2 separate regions of the Xenopus tropicalis genome follow, and region 2 is linked to region 1. The links are chromatin contacts, called in public Hi-C maps. All regions are on one chromosome and are shown on one strand. Each heading gives the region's core, a stretch centred on a gene start, on an enhancer-like site or on the middle of the called end of the contact. The rest is flanking DNA. Distances are from core to core; before and after follow the strand shown. Region 1 has its middle 8.9 kb from the start of mrpl19. Region 2 overlaps LOC116411091 (a long non-coding RNA gene).

What was found. A called contact is a pair of places that touch in the nucleus more often than the background predicts.
Region 2: a contact with region 1 is called in a Hi-C map of neurula embryo, with 4 times the contacts expected there. The contact joins two enhancer-like sites. A contact is called at or near these places in 4 of 5 Hi-C or Micro-C datasets (brain, gastrula embryo, neurula embryo and 1 more).

The regions. Positions count from the first base shown.
Region 1 is chr5:145,869,918-145,873,713 of UCB_Xtro_10.0, reverse strand. No RefSeq gene overlaps it. Among named protein-coding and RNA genes, the nearest start is that of mrpl19, 8.9 kb to the right of the region's middle. Within about 2 kb of position 1,538, at least 3 of the 11 cell types and tissues checked have an H3K27ac peak or open chromatin away from gene starts, as enhancers often do. A contact at or near this core is called in neurula embryo, where this site is marked.
Region 2 is chr5:146,048,788-146,052,527 of UCB_Xtro_10.0, reverse strand. All of the region lies in intron 1 of LOC116411091 (a long non-coding RNA gene), which reads left to right. Among named protein-coding and RNA genes, the nearest start is that of spats1, 17 kb to the left of the region's middle. Within about 2 kb of position 2,302, at least 2 of the 11 cell types and tissues checked have an H3K27ac peak or open chromatin away from gene starts, as enhancers often do. A contact at or near this core is called in neurula embryo, where this site is marked.

The DNA of each region.
Region 1 (3,796 bases), core at 289-2,788:
CTCTTTGAATTTGACTCCATGACAGTGTTTTTCTTGCCTGTAGGTAATCTGCATGTTCATTGCTATGACGCTGACAGAACCATCACACAAGGGAGCCACATGGGAACTGGGCAGGTGGGAAATCCAAGCAACTGTCATCTAATGTCAAGTCAGACAACTTTTAGAATGTAAGCTCTTGCGAGCAGGGCCCTCCCCCAAGTGTCTCCGATCCTCATCCAACTCTCCGATCCTCATGCAACTGCAAACCATTTTTTTGAATTGTTTATATGTACATGTTAACTGTTCTGTCTTTTGTACCCCTCTATTCTGTAAACATTCAGTTTGAAAATGTAGGACTACAGTCCTAAAAATAAAAAAAATCTGACAATGTTCTGGCAGACAATCGTATGAAAGTGTCCCGGAAATACATTGCAGGTCGCCCATGGATATGGGCACAGATTTTATCGTTATCTGACAGAAACTGCCTAACCTGTCTGATTGATTAAACCACTCAGTGTCATGGTACAAAAATTGTTGGGATGATAATCTGGAAGCCTCACATAACCCAAAAATCATACGAATCGTTGTTTCTTGTGATTATATCGGTGTGTGTATGGCCAGCTTTAGATGTTTCCTTGTGCCAAGTCCCTGTTCCTTGCATGAATGTTGATGAATGGTGCAGCTAGAGATTACGTAATGGAAAGAAAACAACATAAATCTGGAGGCGGTACCTGGGCTACGAGCCAGCAAGCGTGCACTTGAGGGAAGGTGATGGGTTTTACAAACATTACCATGGTATTATCTAAGGCCTCATTTATCAAGTACAAAAAAATGAGTGTAATACACCATGGTTTTTTTTTACCAGCCAATATCTTACATGTGTCAATCAAATGCATTGAACAGGCAGGGAATTCTCTTGCACTCCCTGTAATTGTCTGTCATTTCTCGGGCAAAAAATAGGCCTTATTTACAGCCACAAGTGCAGTGGGCAAAATGCAGATTGCAGTGTTTTATTTCCAATAGTTTCAGCATAACTGCGGCTGGATGTGGCTGGCACAATAGTGGCTAATAAGCAAAGCAAAATTACAGTTGTCCATGCACTTATATGTATATTGTACGCAATTGCACTGGGAATTTTTGGTGTCAGTATTGCATTGTTTATGGTGCTTGGCATTGGTGCCGATTTTTTAGCCGCAAGTTTGTGTGCACCGACGGGTTTGATTTGGAACAGAAGGTGGGGATGGAAATATTGGCACAGAGTACGACTATGAGAAAAGTCAAGTAGTGGCTTTGGGTGCAAGTGCCTTTCCGAATTTAGCAAATTTGCACCTTTTTTCTGCAGCACCACATTATTGAAGTCCTGCTTATTATTATGCATTAATGCTGGAGGTCTTTAACTTTAAATAGGTTAAAAACCTCCTAATTCTTTTGCCTCTGCTGTATTGCAGTCAATAAGAGCAACGGCTGTAGAGTTCTCGAGCACACAACTGACGTATGAAGACATTTGAAGTGAAAGGGTTAACTAAACATCCCCCCCTTCATTTACACAAAAGCTGTCCCTGCATGAGGTCCTTTGCTAGCAATGATGGTGTTAATTAAACACAAATGGGCTGGGTTATATCAGCTGCTCCTGTGGGGCAAGAATGACACCAAATTTACCAAGAAGAAAAACATTTATAGAGTATTAAGTCCTACTGGCCTGTAACCCACTGGTCACCCTTAGAGCACTGCATCAAGAATAATGAAACCCAATCTGATTCATTGCTATAAGCTCCACTCTGGCTTACTTTCCCTTTGTTAGTAATTTACTCCTGTGTTTAAATAATTAGCAGAGCCGTATGAGAATATAAAATGAATTGAAGTCTAAGACCTATGACACATGGATATGTGGGTTAATATAGTGCCAGTTGTGCACACAGCCCTGTACATGACAATCAGGGCCGCTGCTCCCTATAAGCAGAGTACTCAGTCTGCACAGGGCACCAACTCCCAGGGGGGCACCATCCCAGCTGCTCAAAAAAATCAATTTTATATATTATAACATACCCCCCAACACTGTCCCACCGGTTTTTATAGCGCATCCCGCTGTCCCGGGATGTTCAATCAATGTCCCGCATTTCCGGGACATTCATTGAACTATCAAGCACAGCGAGATGCGTTGGCTGTACCCTACCATCGGCTTCTTCTGCTGCTCTGCAACTTGTGCGGCGGTGACAGGCCCTTTTATAATGTTGCGCCCCGTGGTACGTGTGACGTCATATGCATGGGGCGCAACCTTATAAAAGGGCCTGCCGCTGCCGCAAAAGGAGCAGAGCCGAAGAAGAAGGGGGGGGGGCTACTGTGTATTGGGCTACTGTCTATGGGGGCTATTGGGGGCACTTACTATGGGGGCATTATCTATGGGTGATATTGGGGGCACTGTGTGTGGGGCCCCTATAGTAGGTGGTTTTTTTATTATTTTATTTTTACTTCCAAAATATTTGGGGGAGGGGGGCACAAAAGTAAATTTCTGCTTAGGGCACCCATTTGGCCAGCAGCGGCCCTGATGACAATACATAGTACAATACAAAGTACCTACAATAACAGAGCGGACATAGGTCGGTGCAATAGAAAATATAACACAGAGTAAATGTGTAAAATTAACTACTAAGGGGCCAATTCACTAAAGGTCGATAACGCTTATCACATGCCTTTTTGTGTTAAACAGCATGCGATAAATAAATACCGATCCACCAAAGTCATTTCGCATGCGTTAATCCGCATATCGCATGCGCAAAAAAACGCATCATCGCAAAACGTTAATTTTAACGCATTGCGTTAATGAGCGAATAGAAATATTACTAAAGCATGATTCACGAACACATAAGAAGCGTTAGACGCGCTAAATATCGCATTAGTCTGTGTGAATATTAACACCTACTTGGGGCAGGCGGTACTTAAAGAAAATTGCGGTTTGTGAGCTTTTGGCAACACAACATGGAGTTTGTAGTTGTATTTTTTCAAGTCTGTGTTGGCCCTAGAGTGATGCAGCCGCCAGTTTTCAGGGAAATGGGCATTTTCAGAACAGTAGTTTTCAGAAAGTAATGGTTATGTGCGTAATATCGAGCGCTAATATCGCACATGGCAAAATATATCAGGCACAGCAGGAAATAACGCACGCGGCGGGAAATAGCACAAGAAAATCGCTCATCGAGAGTTAAATAACGCAAAGAACATCGCTTCTTAATTATGATAACATTATTAACGCATGCTATAGATAGCGCTCGTTTTATCAACCTGTAGTGAATCGGCCCCAAAGTGTGAAACAGGTAGGAGGTCCCTGTCCCATTGTGCTTACAATCTAAGCTCACAAGTACCACAGTGAGAACCTTGGCAGACATTTCCGATTCACATGAATAAAGTTTATTCTAAAAACAGATACAGAAACAGGGCATTAATGTCATTATACAGTTTCAGATAAATAAACCTTTAAAAAAAATGAATGTAAATTGCTCAAGGTTCTTTTCTAAGCAGTTTTGCAATTGGCATTACATTTTTTTCAGTTTCAAAGCTATCTTCAACTGCCTTTAAAATGAATTTCGTAACAACAGCGCCACCTGCGGGTCAGTTCCCATAACTGTACAGTCAGAGAGATTTGCCTTCAGAAGGAAGATTCACTCATCGCTGATCAGAAGCATCAGATGTCCTTTCCCATCTTCTCCCTGATCAGAGCAACATCAGAACACGTCTCTGTATTCCTTCTGAAATTGTGTCTCTCTCGTTGATTGTACAATTACAGGAACTGACCAGCAGGAGGTGCTGTTGTTATAAAATGTAT
Region 2 (3,740 bases), core at 1,053-3,552, 180 kb before region 1:
GAGTTAATCCCAAGCTGCAGGCATACCTTCAGTTCTCTCAATAGTGCCCTTAAGTCTCCCCGTATTTCTCCTGTTCAGATGATCAGAAGCCTCATAGGAAAAAAAAACACTGAGCTCTGTAAAGAAAGTTCCCATAATGCCTTGCTTCTGCACAGAGACCAAGACCCGTGTACATGCTCAGTTAGTAAGACTATGAGGAAGCTTCCTGCTGATTGGCTCAGATCCACATTCCTAAGGGGGGCGAGGGAGTTCTTAGCATTATTGAGGGAGGGGGGAGCAGGAGAGAGCAGAGAGCTGCGTGTTTCTGGCACAGGAAAACAGAGACAACAAATCTTTTGGCAGAGAAGTCAGTGCAGCGTTTCTGTGAGTGCTTATGGTTGTATTTACATAGACCTTTCTGATAAAGCTTACTTCGTTTGTACCTTTCTTTCTCCTTTAATGAACAAGGCATTGCTAATGGAAACTCAAGTATAAACATGGCGCCACTTAGGCCAGGGACGCACTGCATATCCATTTTTCAGATTTGACTGAATCCAACCTAAAGAATCAGGCTGAAACCTGAACCCTAATTTTCTTATGCAAATAAGTGACTCCCCTCAAGAAAAATCGCCACCTTCCATAGTCACTTGGTGTAAAGTCGCGCAGGCAGACTAGGGGTAAGGGCCAAAGGCTGCCTATGGTGCAACAGAGTGGGGGGCCAAACCCTGAGGAGGGAATGTGAACTAGGGGACTGGTGAGTGGAGTTGAATAAACAAGCAACTGGCAGGGGAAGAGCGAGTGATCAGCAGCAGCAATGGGGGATGGAGAGGTGTAAATGTTGGGGGGTGTGGGGATGGTGCTGGTGGGTCAGCCAGCTTGCAAGTCATGTGATTTTAAGGGTTGGATTTGGTTTGACCAGGCACTCAAATTTGGCTGAATCACAAATTAAATTCAGGATTTGGTGCATCACTAATTTGACCCTCCGTATCATTCAAGTTTGATATGCCTGCTGCAGCGGGTCCCTTGGGCATTTGATTGGGTTGGGTTACTGTGTTTGCTGATTATAAAATAGAGGGCCTAAACCATCATCCTGCTGTAGGCCCTCTTGTATCTTTTCTACTGTACTAGGTTGGGTTGTTCCAGAAGACTGAACTATTCTAAATCTAGACACAAAGGTAGTGGATGTTAGGGGCTGATGCTAAACATACTTCAGGTGAGGGAGTATGAGACATTAAGGGGGCAATTTAATAATGGTTTTTGATTTGGATTTTTCAGTGCTGAAAGTTGCCGGAAAAAAAACTAATTTACTATGCATCAAAACTGCCAAAAATCTGAATTCGACAATACACCAGCTAAATCCTGCCGAGATCATGTAGAAGTCAATGGCAGATGTCCCTTCCCTTCCCTAAAGGATCCTTCTTTACTTTGAAACTTTAGAGGTTTTTGGATTTTTGATGCTGGTTTTTTGTGCAACAATTAGAGGTTTCCATATGACAATTCGAAAATGCCTCAGTTTCACAACTTTTCTATGACTTTTCCCCACACATACTTTTTCATTTCAGTCCAGTTAGGGTAAGTTAGGTTAGGGTAAATCTGCCCCTAAGAGTTTGCAGTTGGCCCCTAAGGCCCACAAGTAAACATAACATTGAGAAAGTTCTCAATCAATGCTCAGCAACTTTGACAAAAACTTATGATGGTTCCTGACAAAGGGGGTAATTAATATTTCTAATTACTAATGGTTTGCACTCTACATAGAGTATTAGGCACTGGCTGAAACCATATTGGATCCTGTGCTAGGAGTCAGCTGGTTCTGTGGCTTCGGCCATCATTGAAGGACAAGTGCTGAGATTAAAATGGGCTAATGGCATTATCATTAATGTTTTCGAGATGCCTATAGTAATATTTGCTTGTCCCCAGAAGAATCCAACTCCACCATTTTGTGGATTTACAATGACTATTCCTGACATGAAGCCAAGCTGGACCCTCTCCAAGCAAACAGGGAGCCCCTCTAGCAGAATAAGGAAACCTTAGGAAAGTCTTCCCCTGCAGCTTAATGAATCGCTGCTAAAGATTTACCTAATGGAATTCTTTTCATTTGCATTGTAAATAACATTAGGGTTTAATAATGTATGAACTTCTCTGAGCAGATGCAGAATTGCCCCAGTAAATACATAGAGATCAGAAACCATGAAAAATGACTTTATTGGTTGAAAATAAGTATCTCCTAACAGATTAAGCCCAAGGGCTCGCTATGCCCGTGCTGTTCAATAGCCAGATGCATTGTGGGTGTCCTTTAGTCTGGGCTTTGGGATAGCCACCCTGCTCCCAGGAAGGAAAGGTCACGCCTCATTTACTGAGAGGAATTTCATGTTCTTGGTTTATCCCAGCAAGAACACACTGGCTGTGTGAAATCTCACTCCTGATGGTTTATTCTGTATACACAGCCCCACAGACAAGCTCGCCAGATGGAAACCAGAATCCATATTAAGGCTGCCGTTTTCATGGAAGTGAATGTGGTCACTGGGCATCACCTTTTCCATGTGCAAATTAAAGTACTGTAATAAAATAATAATAATAAAAAACTATAATTAATGTACTATTTGTAGAATTTACGGACTTAAATGACTTCTCTTTCTCTTTTTTAGAATACAGGTATGGGATCCCTTATCCAGAAACCTGTTACAAGAATTCCACCTTCCATAGAGTGCAATTTAATCAAATAATTCCGATTTTGAATATTGATTTAATTTTACTCTGTAATAATCAATATTGGAGGCAAAGCAATCCTATTGGGCTTATTTAATGTTACATTATTTCTTAGCAATCTTAAGTCCAATACCTCCAGGTCCAGAGCATTCTGGATAACAGGTCCCATACCTGTACTAATTTTCTAAATGTTTTCCTGTCTACAAATCGTTTTAGATTGTTATCCTTGGTACCCAGGAACACTCTTGTACTCTCAGCCACATTGGTTATATTGTACTTCTTGCAATCTATGTTAATGCAACAATATTTTTAAGACAAGTAGGTTTAGGTCTAATAGGAAGTATTGTCCCCAAATTATAGGGAGACACAGGAGAGGCCAACTAGTCCCACGTGGTAGTTTTCCGTTTCCACGACTGGGGATTTAAAAATTGCGGTGATTAATTGCCCCGTCTGTCTTTGCCCTTCGCTAAAGGGCAAAAAATTTCAGACCAGAGGTCAAGGCAAGCAGCAGGCAAACCAAACAATAACTAGAAACAGGCCAGGTGTTAGAACCAGGGAATCCACAAGAACTGGGCCTATAACCGCTCACAAACGAGATAACGGTAGAGAAGGGAAAAGTCTAATCATAATTACTAACAAGGCTGAGCCTTCACAGCTTTCTGTGGAGCACTGACTTCTGTGACTTTATGTGGAGCACTGACCGGGCTCTTCCAGTCCCCTGGTTCTGGACATGGTTTTTACCATAATTTAATAAATAAAAGCAGAAAGGCAATAGATCATTATGATTATAGGTCAATTATGCTCAACAACATCAAGCATGTAGCAGGAAAACCTCATTAATGAAGAAATTGACGTGCTCATTCACTAATAATTGATATTGTCTTTAAAATACATCTTATTCCATCATACAATAAAAATGGGATCAAATCACAACAACATGGTGGGACAAAAACACATGTGGCACTTCTGAGATATATAAGGCAACAGCCCAACCATGCTGGAATAAACCAATTAATGGATGGGAAACAGCATGAGTGTGTTGGGTGCAGTTTGGA